Regions from separate parts of the Mus musculus genome. Here region 1 is linked to region 2. The links are chromatin contacts, called in public promoter capture Hi-C maps. All regions are on one chromosome and are shown on one strand. The core of a region is the stretch at or near the end of the contact, and the rest is flanking DNA. Distances in the headings are between cores, read along the strand shown. Region 1 holds the start of Zfp90 (zinc finger protein 90). Region 2 holds the start of Lrrc36 (leucine rich repeat containing 36).

What was found. Promoter capture Hi-C pulls out the DNA fragments that hold promoters and counts their contacts.
Region 1: a promoter capture Hi-C map of liver shows a contact between it and region 2, with 2.1 times the contacts expected there. The contact joins the promoter of Zfp90 here to the promoter of Lrrc36 in region 2. A contact is called at or near these places in 2 of 39 promoter capture datasets (both in liver).

The regions. Positions count from the first base shown.
Region 1 is chr8:106,411,162-106,416,648 of GRCm38.p6, forward strand. Zfp90 (zinc finger protein 90) reads left to right here and starts at 4,166. Exons shown (of 4, transcript NM_011764.4): 1 at 4,166-4,609. The coding sequence starts at 4,577.
Region 2 is chr8:105,410,490-105,416,223 of GRCm38.p6, forward strand. Lrrc36 (leucine rich repeat containing 36) reads left to right here and starts at 3,133. Exons shown (of 14, transcript NM_001170788.1): 1 at 3,133-3,221. The coding sequence starts at 3,152. Kctd19 (potassium channel tetramerisation domain containing 19) reads right to left here and starts at 3,013. Exons shown (of 16, transcript NM_001301173.1): 1 at 2,965-3,013. The coding sequence starts at 2,967.

The DNA.
Region 1 (5,487 bases), core at 2,916-5,415, 1.0 Mb after region 2:
ATAGTTCTCAAGAAGAGGAGAGGAGAGGAGAGGAGAGGAGAGGAGAGGAGAGGAGAGGAGAGGAGAGGAGAGGAGAGGAGAGGAGAGGAGGCAGGGCAGGGAGGGAGGGAGGACAAGGCCTAGTTTAACAATGTGTCCTTTAAGAAAAAAAAATATAGCCGGGCATGGTGCCGCACGCCTTTAATCCCAACACTTGGTTGGCAGAGGCAGGCAGATTTCTGAGTTCGAGGCCAGCCTGGTCTACAAAGTGAGTTCCAGGACAGCCAGAGCTATACAGAGAAACCCTGTCTCGAAAAAACAAAACAAAACAAAACAAAAAATTCCTTTTCTTTGTGAAGCTCAAGATTAAACAAAGAACTTGTACACATTCCAAGATGGAATTCTGGCCCGTTAATTGCCTTTTTTTTTTTTTTTTCAGAGACTGGGTCTTGAAAATGTTAATAAATGAAAACTTGATTCTTGAATCTTTCGGAAATAATGTCTTGACAGCGGAACGTCATGGCAGTGGCCTGCACTGTGTCAGTAAGCACACTGACCTCAGCCCTAGCCATGCACTTCTCTGAAAATGGGGGGCGGGGTGCAGAAGGACATGAGAATCTTCTCTAGGGAAAATCTACTAAGGGGAGGCAGGAAGTCAGGCCAGAGACTCACCTGTCACAAGGAAGAGTTTACAGCACAGGGAGAAGATCATTTGAATCCCACATGTGACATTCAGTGGTTTGGTAAGTTTCTTATATACTGCTTATATTCTCCGAAGCTATTTTCTTACATGTGCAATGCAGATTAGAATATCTATCTTATCCACACACACACACACCCAAAAAAAACAAACAGGGATGGAACCTAGGATATAATGCATGTGCGGCGAGGGTTCTACCACTGAACTATAACCCCAATCAATTCTATTGGTTCTTAAATTCAAGTTAAGATAATGTATGTAAAACGCAAGGCCTGGTTCTGGCAGGAATAAATTTGCCAAAGTACCCGGTATGTTAGATTTTTAGAACAGTAATGTGCCACAGTGACCAGCAGATGGCGATCGATGCCAGCGGTCTGAAGAACGCCTTAGGGTCCAGGCACAGGAGGTGTTTGGTTTTACTGGAGCAAGGTGTGGTGGCTCCTGTAATCCCGGCACTCTCAAAGCTGAAGCAGCAGTATCGCCTGAGCACAGCCTGAGTTATTATGAGTTCAAGCTAGTTTGAACCACGGGGAGGAAGTGAAAGAGTGGGGAGGACTTGCTTCCTTGCACCCCAGCAACCTAGAGTGAACTCAATTCAGCCTCAGACGACGAAAGCTAAAGTTATGCTGACCCAAAGCAGCGTTCAGGAAGTATTCTCTTGATTTGGTGTCTTGGTGAGGGCAGGAAAACAGTCAGGAACTGAGGTTCCCTGTTCACAGGTTTTCGTAACTGAGCCCAGGTACTTTCAATAAGGGCCCATCCATCGCCTCTCACTAATTTTGTTGGATGCTCCTGTGTTACAAAGGCTATCTCAGCTGGAAGGCTGAGCCCACTGCTGATCCAGTGTGCAAGAGAGGGCCAAATGGTCCTGCCTGTTATCCTACAGCGGGTGCGGAGTAAGGCATCTGGCGTTATTAACCGGTTTCTTTGGCTCCCCCAAGCTTGAACAAGGTCACACTGAGTCCAGTATCCACCTCTTAGGCAAAAAAGGGTGGCCTCTTGCCCACCAGGGCACCAGGTGGGAGTGGGGGAGGGCACTACTCGGATACCTGGGGCTCTTCCTCCGTGTCCCAGCACGTTCTGTCTTTTCCATCTCAAAACCCAGGAATCTGAAGCATATGTGGAGGCCGTTGTCAGAGAGACAGCTCTAAGAGGCTAGACGTCTGGTAGTTCTGTGAATGTACAGTTCTGAACTTGCTGAGGACACAAACACTCCTTGATCAGCTTCTTAATTCTTGTGTTTGGCACCAAACAATAACCGCTACCCAGGGACCAGGGCAGAGAGCCACACTTACCCTTGGAGGACCCCGTGGCTAAGAGCATCCTAAGGGTCCCGGCTTTGCAGGTCCACTCCTGGACCATGAGAAAAGAGCATCATGCGCTGTGCCTGTTGATCCAGGGAGTCGCTACTCACAAGCTTATCCCTGCTCTCACTGCCTGCACGAAACAACCACCTGAACAGCCAACCGCAAACCGGAACTAATTACACCTCGACCTCTGGCAAGCCCCAGCCCTTGTGCGGGACAATTTAGAGAGTCAATAAATTCTTCTGAGCTTGGGTTTTCCATTGCATGCCTTACTGCTGTGAATGCGGCTCCTTGCCTACTGAAGGGTCTAGTTGGTCCCTCTCCAATGGCAACTTCAGGCTTTATAAACAATGGTCTTTGAACAAACTGAAGCCCCCCACCCCCCAATCTTGTAGACAATGCGTACAAATAACGTCATAGGGCCAGAGAGACGGCTGGACGGGTAAATGCACTTGCAGAGAAAACCTGAAGGCTTGAATTCAAACGTCGAAAGGTGGAAAAAGACAACCAGCTCCCAAGTGTTGTCCAACTTCCCTCTCCCCAACACACACAGACACACACACACACTGACACAGTCACAGAGATCGTTCTGTCTCTGCACCCACCACCACTCCCCCTGCAAGAATAAAAGGTATGGGCAAATACGTTTTACATACATACATACATACATACATACATACATACATACATACATACGTTTGTTTGTGTTGGGGTCCCTAGGAGATACTCTGGCCCCCATCTGTGAGCTGTGTGGCTGCCAGCGCTGGGGAACGAGCTGTAGTGCCTGGTGCCGAGCCTTACCCTAGCCTGTGTTTTGTGCTTCTTACTGAAAGTTCTGCCTTAGGAATCCTTCTAGGGTCTCTTAAACTTCTGTTTTGTGCGTATCTGTCTGCTACTGTTGTCTAGTGTGGAAAGTATTTGCAGAGTTTCCAAGGGGTTTGTTGTTATTTATACTTTCTCCGCCCCCGCATCCCAGCAAAAATCCACAGAACACTGTGATAAAAAGACAAATAGTAACAGGTGTGGGTAGGAATGTTGAAATCTATATGCTGTTAGTTTAAAAAAAAAAAAGATGGAAGTGATACAGCCTCTTTAGAAAACATTCACAGTTCCTTCAAATGCTAAACATGGTGCTACCAAATCTCTATAATTCAACTTCTCTGTATCTACCCCAGATCAATGAAACTGCACCCCCATAAACGTGTGTACACACATATCCTCTGTAATGTTGCTTTGAAGATAAAAGCATAAAATCTCACAGTGTGAACAACGCAGACGCTACCAACTGATGAATGAATGTGGTACACTCGGGCAATCAGATCTTTCATTCAGCATTAAAAAAGAATGGGATAGAGACTCCTGTGATGTGAATGAACTCAGAACCACTGTAATAACTGAAAGAAGCCAATCATAAAACTTCATATTGCCTGATCTTATGAGATACCCAGAAGAGACAGATTTGTCACAAAGACAGCACAGGTCAGTGGTTGCCCGGGATCGAGAGGAGGTGGGTTAGGACGAGGGGACGGTTATTAATGTACATGATTTTTTTTCTTTTGTGGCTAATTAAAATGTTCAAAGAGGAGACTACAACGATGGTTGTGCAACTCTTTTTATGTACTAAAGTCTATTGAATTATACACTTTAGTCATTCGTGCATGCATTGTTTATTTATTTTGGCTTGTAAGACCAGGTCTCTTGTAGCCCAGGCTGGTCTTGAACCACAGTTTAGGATAACCTTGAACTCCCGATCCTTAGCCACTTGTGTGCTAAGAGAATTGAGAATTGAGTCTACAGAGTGAGTTTCTGGACATCCTGAGCTACACAGAGGGAGAAAGAGGGAGGGGGGAGGGAAAGGGAACGGGATGGGAGGTGGAGGAGAAGGAGAAAAGAAAAGAAGGAGCGGTGAGAATTTCTAGAAGCTCCAACACACACACACACACACACACACACACACACACACACACACACACACACACGACAAAAACTTTGAACCTTTCCAGCAGCTCCAGAAAACACACATACCAAAGAAAAACTTTGAACCTAACCTGCCCGCCTTCTTGTGCTCTTACTGCAGCCCCCCACTAGGAGGCAGGACCTCTGCAGGGCGGGCACGCGAGGATAGCTGGGAATCGTAGTTTCTGCACCCGTGGATGGGCAGGCGCGAGGATCATTGTGCGCAGTCGCACTCGTGGCTCTGCGCCCGCCGCTGTGGCCATTGTCCGACCCTGTTGTTGCAGAGCAGTACTGCCGGGAACAAGAAACTGCAGCGGGCGCTAGAGGGGCGGACCTGAGGTCGCGGATTCCGAAGCCCCGGAGGCAGATTCCGAGTGCAGTGGGTAGGAGGCTGTCCTCCGGGCCTCGCCGACCATCCTGCGGACGGACTGGGCGTGGCCGGAGGAACTGTCCCGAAGCTGTGGGGCCTTTCATTTGGCCTTGGGAAGAGCAGCAGGAGAAGGCGGGGCTCCTCCCCACGTTTCGGCCGAAGTGGCTGCAGAGCTGAAGGGGTGGGGCCTCGGGGTAGCCCGGTGAGTGGATCCTGTCCTCTCTCCTCAGCCCTGGACCATAGCCAGCACACACTGAGGCAGGAATGGCCCCGAGACCTCCGACGGCCAAGCCCCAGGTGAGCCGAGCCTTCCCCCACCGCCCGGAGCATCCCACCCTGAGAGGCCCCCGGAGTCTGTATGGAACAGTTATTGGTATAGGTATAGAGAGTCTTAGTTTGGATCGCTTTGAGTCTCCTCCTCTGGAGAAAACCCCTCCCAAAGTGCCCAGCCCTGGGCAGAGCAGGATTTCTGAAAGGATGGAGTTAAAGAGGAGACTAGGGAAGTGCGATCTTGTGAGAGGAAGTGTTCTGGGGGTGTCAGCACTGAGACTTTATTGCAGTGTGCACTTCTTAGAACTCTTCAGTGAGGAATGGAGGATAGAGGGACAAAATAGAAAAGCCCCCTGCTTCCCATCCAAAGGCCATAAAGAGATAGTAGGGGGGCAGAAGAGACCTATTAGAATAAGAGGCCGGTGAAGGTTGGGCGCTGAGTCGGAGACCACCATTACAGCCAAACCTGGTCAGACAAGCTCCAGCTTTTCTTGCCCCCCCCCCCGCCCCACTCGTTTTATTTTCCTTTCTTTCTTTCCCCATTAACAAATGTATAATAGTGCGCACCCTCCATAGCCCCGGCTTCAGGTTAATTAGTAAGAGACAGATTTATCAACCCACTTTTTAGTTGTAGCAAAAGGGGCATTTTCTGGACATAAGCTCTGAGGCTGTCCGTTTTACTTTGATGAGAACATAATCTGAACTCTCTTTGGAGTTGAAGGTAAGAACTAGGACTATAGCTCAGTGGTAGATCACTTGCCTAGTATGTGTGAGGTCCTAGGTTCAATTCCCAGCACCTCCTGGAAAATGATAAGGATGGGCTGGAGAGATGGCGCTCCAGTTAAGAGCACACACTGTAAGCTTTTACACGCTGCTCTTGCAGAATTAGTTTCGTTCCTAGTACT
Region 2 (5,734 bases), core at 1,883-4,382:
CTACAAAGTGAGTTCCAGGACAGCCAAGGCTATACAGAGAAACCCTGTCTCGAAAAACCAAAAAAAAAAAAAAAAAGAATTGATTCCACAAAGTTGTCCTCTGACGTCTAGGTATGTGCCATGGCATGTACACCCAGCACTCACACATAAACATCACACACACAATAACAATAATAATAATAACTAATTAATAATAATAATAGTAACTTAAGAGAAGAATTTGTTTTGGCTCCTGGTTTAAAAGCACATAGTCCAGCATGACACAGAAAGTGTGACAGAATCCACATGACACAGACAGTGTGACAGAATCCACATGACATAGACAGTGTGACAGAGTCCACATGACACAGACAGTGTGACAGAGTCCACATGACACAGACAGTGTGACAGAATCCACATGACACAGTGTGACAGAATCCACATGACACAGACAGTGTGACAGAATCCACATGACACAGACAGTGTGACAGAATCCACATGACACAGACAGTGTGACAGAATCCACATGACACAGACATGTGACAGAATCCACATGACACAGACAGTGTGACAGAATCCACATGACACAGACATGTGACAGAATCCACATGACACAGACATGTGACAGAATCCACATGACACAGACATGTGACAGAATCCACATGACACAGACATGTGACAGAATCCACGTGACACAGACAGTGTGACAGAATCCACATGACATAGACATGTGACAGAATCCACATGACACAGACAGTGTGACAGAATCCACATGACACAGACAGTGTGACAGAGTCCACATGACACAGACAGTGTGACAGAATCCACGGGAGCAGAAGCATGAGACTAGGACTCCTCCATCTGGGAAGACCAGAAAGCAGAGAGCAGAGGATGCCGAAGCTCCTTCCCTCCTTTCCACTCAGGAACCATAGACCATGAGACGGTGCTGCTGCATTCGGCATGACCCTTCTTTCCTAGGTTAAGTTTCTCTGGAAATATTCTCACAGGCATTGCTAGAAGAGCACCTCTTAGGGAATTCCAACTCTGGTCAGGTAGGCAATGAAGATTAGCCGCTATATTCCTAAAGAATTCTAAATCAGGGGCTGGCAAGATAGCTCAGCGGGTAAGAACACCGACTGCTCTTCCGAAAGTCCTGAGTTCAAATCCCAGCAACCACATGGTGGCTCACAACCACCCATAACAAAATCTGACACCCTCTTCTGGTGTGTCTGAAGGCATACAGTATACTTATGTATAATAATAATAAATAAATAAATCTTTAAAAAAAAGAAAACAAAGAATTCTAAATCAGCATGCCATAGATTTATTTGCATATCCATGTTTATTACTGCATTATTCACAATAGCCAAGACATGGAACCAACAGATAGATTTTTTTTTTAATGTGGTAGAGACACACAATGGAATTTTATGCAGCTGTAAAGAATGAAATTCTGACATTTGTGAGAAAGTGGATGGAACTGGAGATAAGTAAGCTAGAATCATGTTTCCTTAATATGTGGAATATAGATTTTCACAGATCTACATATGATATGAAAGGAGAGAGGGGCCATGAGAGTGGAAGAAGAGCCCCAAAGGAAGGGGAAGCGAGAGAGAATAGTGGACTATAGGGGCATAAAAGCAGAGGATGGGACTACTTAAGGGAACAGTGGCTCATCAGAACAAAGAAGAAGGCTGTATGTGTTTGAAAATGTCACAGTGAATCCCACTAGTTGGTATGCTAACTAAAAAAATGAACTCAAAATTGCTTAAGAATGGTGGCAGTGGGAACAAGACTATTAAAGTTCAAGAAAGGAAATGCCTCCTCTTCCATCCAAAACCCACATCTCTTATTCTGAGTCAGGAAAATAGATCCTTGTATCAAACAAGAGGGACACTTCTTCTATAGTAAGCCCTGTCTAAATGTCTGAAATCAAGAGGAGCTATTAGACATGCCACTTTAAGACTAGAAGAACACTGGGTGGTCAAGAAGAGAAAGAAACAGATTATGAAATGGATTAATGGCTCAGCAGCAGAACTGGAAAAGCTAATCCAATGTCATTGAGTCCTGGGCCTTTTAAATGTGACGTAGGCTGGGCATGATAAACATGGTAACTAACGGTCCCACCTATACCAAAAGCACAGATATACAAGGATTTGATTTTTGATCTGATTTCTTTAAAGGTACATAGCTGGTTGAAAAGAAAGGTAAGGAGATTTGGAGGCTGAGCTCCACTTATTAAAAAACAGGAAGAATTTGCTTCCACATATATCACCCATGGGAGGACTCTCAAGGGATGCTTACTGGTAAAAGTTAGGAATGTAACTGTTATTGCCAGAGCTTTCTTCCCCAAAGATTGTTCAGGAACTTATTAGTGCACAACTATTTCAGTCTGGGGAGAGCCTCCAGCCATCAACAGCTTGGGAAACCTGTAGTAGTTGAGGGTCATCCATCATGACTCCATCCCAAAGAGCATCTCATTAACACACAACCTTCTTCCATAGAACATTATAGTGATAGAAATTCAGTGCCCAAAAGACAGGACTCAATGCCCCGAGCCAGGATTCTCTGACCTTTTCAGATCAGGAGTTCCCATCGTGCCTCCAAAATCTGCCCCGCCCCCCCCCCAACTGTCAGATCTGGATTTCCCCTTTAAATGTCATCCTCATCTTGCTCTAGAATAAACATGGGCTTTAAGGTACAAAGGCTTCCATCCGTCAAAGAGCTACACCTTCTTCACCCCACAAACTTGGAGCCCCCTCAAATCCTCAGCGGTGTGGAACAGTTCATCTCACAAGGCAGCATGGCATGGTCTCTCCACTTCTCAGACAAGCCCTCCCCAGATTCTTCTAAACTGGGGGCTCCTTCGGATCCTCATACCCCAAAGTCAGATCCCTAATCCCGAGGTTCTCATCTCGGGCACCAGCTCCCCCCAAATCTCCACCTTAGTGGTTTTGACGCCCTTCTCAGGGACGGGCTCCATACCATAGTCCTAAATTCCGTGGCAGACGACAGACTCGTGACCGGTCCCTCTAACGGTCCCTAGAGAACCAAGGCCCGCGGCCAGTGGGAGGGGCGGGGCCCGAGTCGGGGGCGGGGCCTGGCACGCGGGGCGGGGCCTGGCGAGCAGGGGGCGGTCTCGCGAGCCGCGGCAGGTGAGCGGCGGGCGCGAATGGCGGAGCAGTGGGATCTGGACGAGGAGTGCCTCCGCCGCCTGGGGGCGCTGACCCTGGAGCAGCCGGGTAGGGCCGGGAGGGTGTGGATCTGGAGCGTGGCTCAGAGGCTGTGAGGAAAGTATGGTGTGTGTATGTAGTCTTGGGAGCCCCAGGCAGAGGTAAAGAAGGAACTGCAGAGGAGCGCGGTTCCTAAGGCGAAGAAGAAAGAGGCAATCGAGGCAGAAAGGGTGACACTGAGGTGCAGAGGCTGAAGTAATAGGAGAGTCTAAGGCAGAGGGTGAGGCATTGAAGGAGAGGAGGAAAGGACCCCTGTGTGGCAAGGGACATTATTTGACAGAAAGAAAGAAGTCTCCACTAGTAGGAGGACATGGATGTTGGTGAGAGAGGGAAGAGTTGAGATGGGCGACTGTGGTGGTGCGCGCTGTTGAGATTAACAAGGGAGGTTAACTTGGGCAGTTTCTTAAACTTCCCGCCTAGGAGGACTTTTCAAGTTGGGTGCATTGGGAAAGGACACCCTATTCCGTTATCCTCTGTGAAGAACTTCCAGACCAAAGCCTTTCTTTGATCAATCTTTTAAAAGCTCCAAGAGGCTGTGTGGGAACTACTAAGCGATCCATCGGTCTTGAGCCCAGTGCTGTGCCCTGCCTTCCTCCTGAGAGAGCTAACCTCTGACAGGGCTGACAAGCTTGCTTTCTAAGTGTCTAAGGAAGAAGAGCGCTGGGAAAGCCTTCAGTATTCCTAATAAAACTCTTAGCTCCCTAGGAAGTTAGTGATGTCGTTATCGCCACTCGTTGGGTTAAGTGCCTTACCTGCATTTAATGTCTTATGCTGTCATGGTTCCCATTTTACAAATCAATAAAATTAGCTTAGACTCTTGCCCGGAGTCACAGCGGATGGTACAGACAGGGTTAATTAATCCAGGACTGATTCCAAAGTCTGTGCTAAAACCATAACAAATACCGAGAAGTCGAACAGGTATTAATCTTTTTTTCTGTAATCAAAGATAATAGTTTGATGAATGTATATTTATGTACACACATACAAGGTCTCATCATGTGGCTCAGGCTGGCCTCAAACTTGACACTATGCCCAGTTGTATGCAGTTCTGAGGAACCAAATCTAGGGCTCAGTGCATGCTAGGCAAGCATTCTACCAACTGGACAACATCCTCAGCCCAGCGTAAATTTTCTTTTTCTTTTCTCTTTTTCTTTTCTTTTTGTTTTGTTTTGTTTTGTTTTGTTTTTCGAGACAGGGTTTCTCTGTGCAGTCCTTGCTGTCCTCTATATACCAGGCTGGCCTTGAACTCAGAAATCCACCTGCTTCTGCCTCCCAAGTGCTGGAATTACAGGCACGTGCCACCACTGCCCAGCCTGTAAATTTTCTTTTTAAAACTACTGTGAATTCTATTTTACAAGTCAGATAAAATAAACATCCTTGGCTTGGTACACATCTGTGTCTTCCCTTCCATTAAAATATTTTTAATTAATTAATTAGTTAGTTAATTAATTAATTGGTTTTTCAGGTTGGGGTTTCTCCCGGCTCTCCTGGAACTTGCTCTGTAGACCAGGCAGGCTGATCTTGAACTCAGAGATTCTCCTGCTTATGCCTCCCAAGTGCTGGGACTAAAGGCATGTGTCACCAGCACCCAGCCTATTAAAATAATTTTATAGAAATGATTCACCTTGATATTGAGGATAGAGAGGTTCAAAACTGGCTGTAGCGGTGAATGCCAGTAATCCCAGCTACTAGGGAGGCTGAGGTACAGGGACCTGAATCCACAAACTGGAGATATAGCTTTAAAAAATAAAATAAAAGTAATGATATTTGAGGAAGAGGGCATATACCCCTTACATTCTCCAGTTAGAACAATATAAGGCAGTTAAATATATTTTATTTTGGTTTATTTGAGATAGGGTCTCACTATTTAGATTAGGTTGACCCAAACTCACTGGGATTTGCCTGTTTTAGGCTCCCAAGTGCTCAAAGGTGTGCATCACCTTTTATCTGCTCAGGCAGATAAAAATTTTAAATCTTTAATAAATATACAAGAGATTAGACAAGAAGTCTGTAGACTGGCTCTTTGTCCATAAGTGCTGTCAATATTGTGGCCCACTGACAACTTAGAGAAGGAGGGCCTATCTAGACACCTCATTAGCATAGCAGGTTTTTATGCCATGTAGCTGATTGTCATGGTCCTCTTAGTTGGGTGTAGTGGTAGGTCCAGATCAGGTAGTTTGGCAGGGAGCTGGCCCCATGCCTGCTGTCCTCAGTTCTGAGATTTTCCAGGATTTAGGTTTGCTCAGTTTTACCAGTTCTTTTGTCTGGTGGGACAAATATTCATACAATAGTGTCATGCCTCCGATTGAGACATTAAAAAAAAAATCTCTATAAAGTGCATATGCCAGCTTGTTTGATTTAAATATTCCCTACTTTCCCCTTGAATTTTCATCATATTGGAGGAAAATTGCACCATTTGTTTTGAAGCGTTCATTACACAATCTGGATTTTACTCGCTCTATCCCTAAAATGTTTTCTTTTCCTTGTTTTCTGTGTTACCTGTGAATTAGTAGTCATATGAG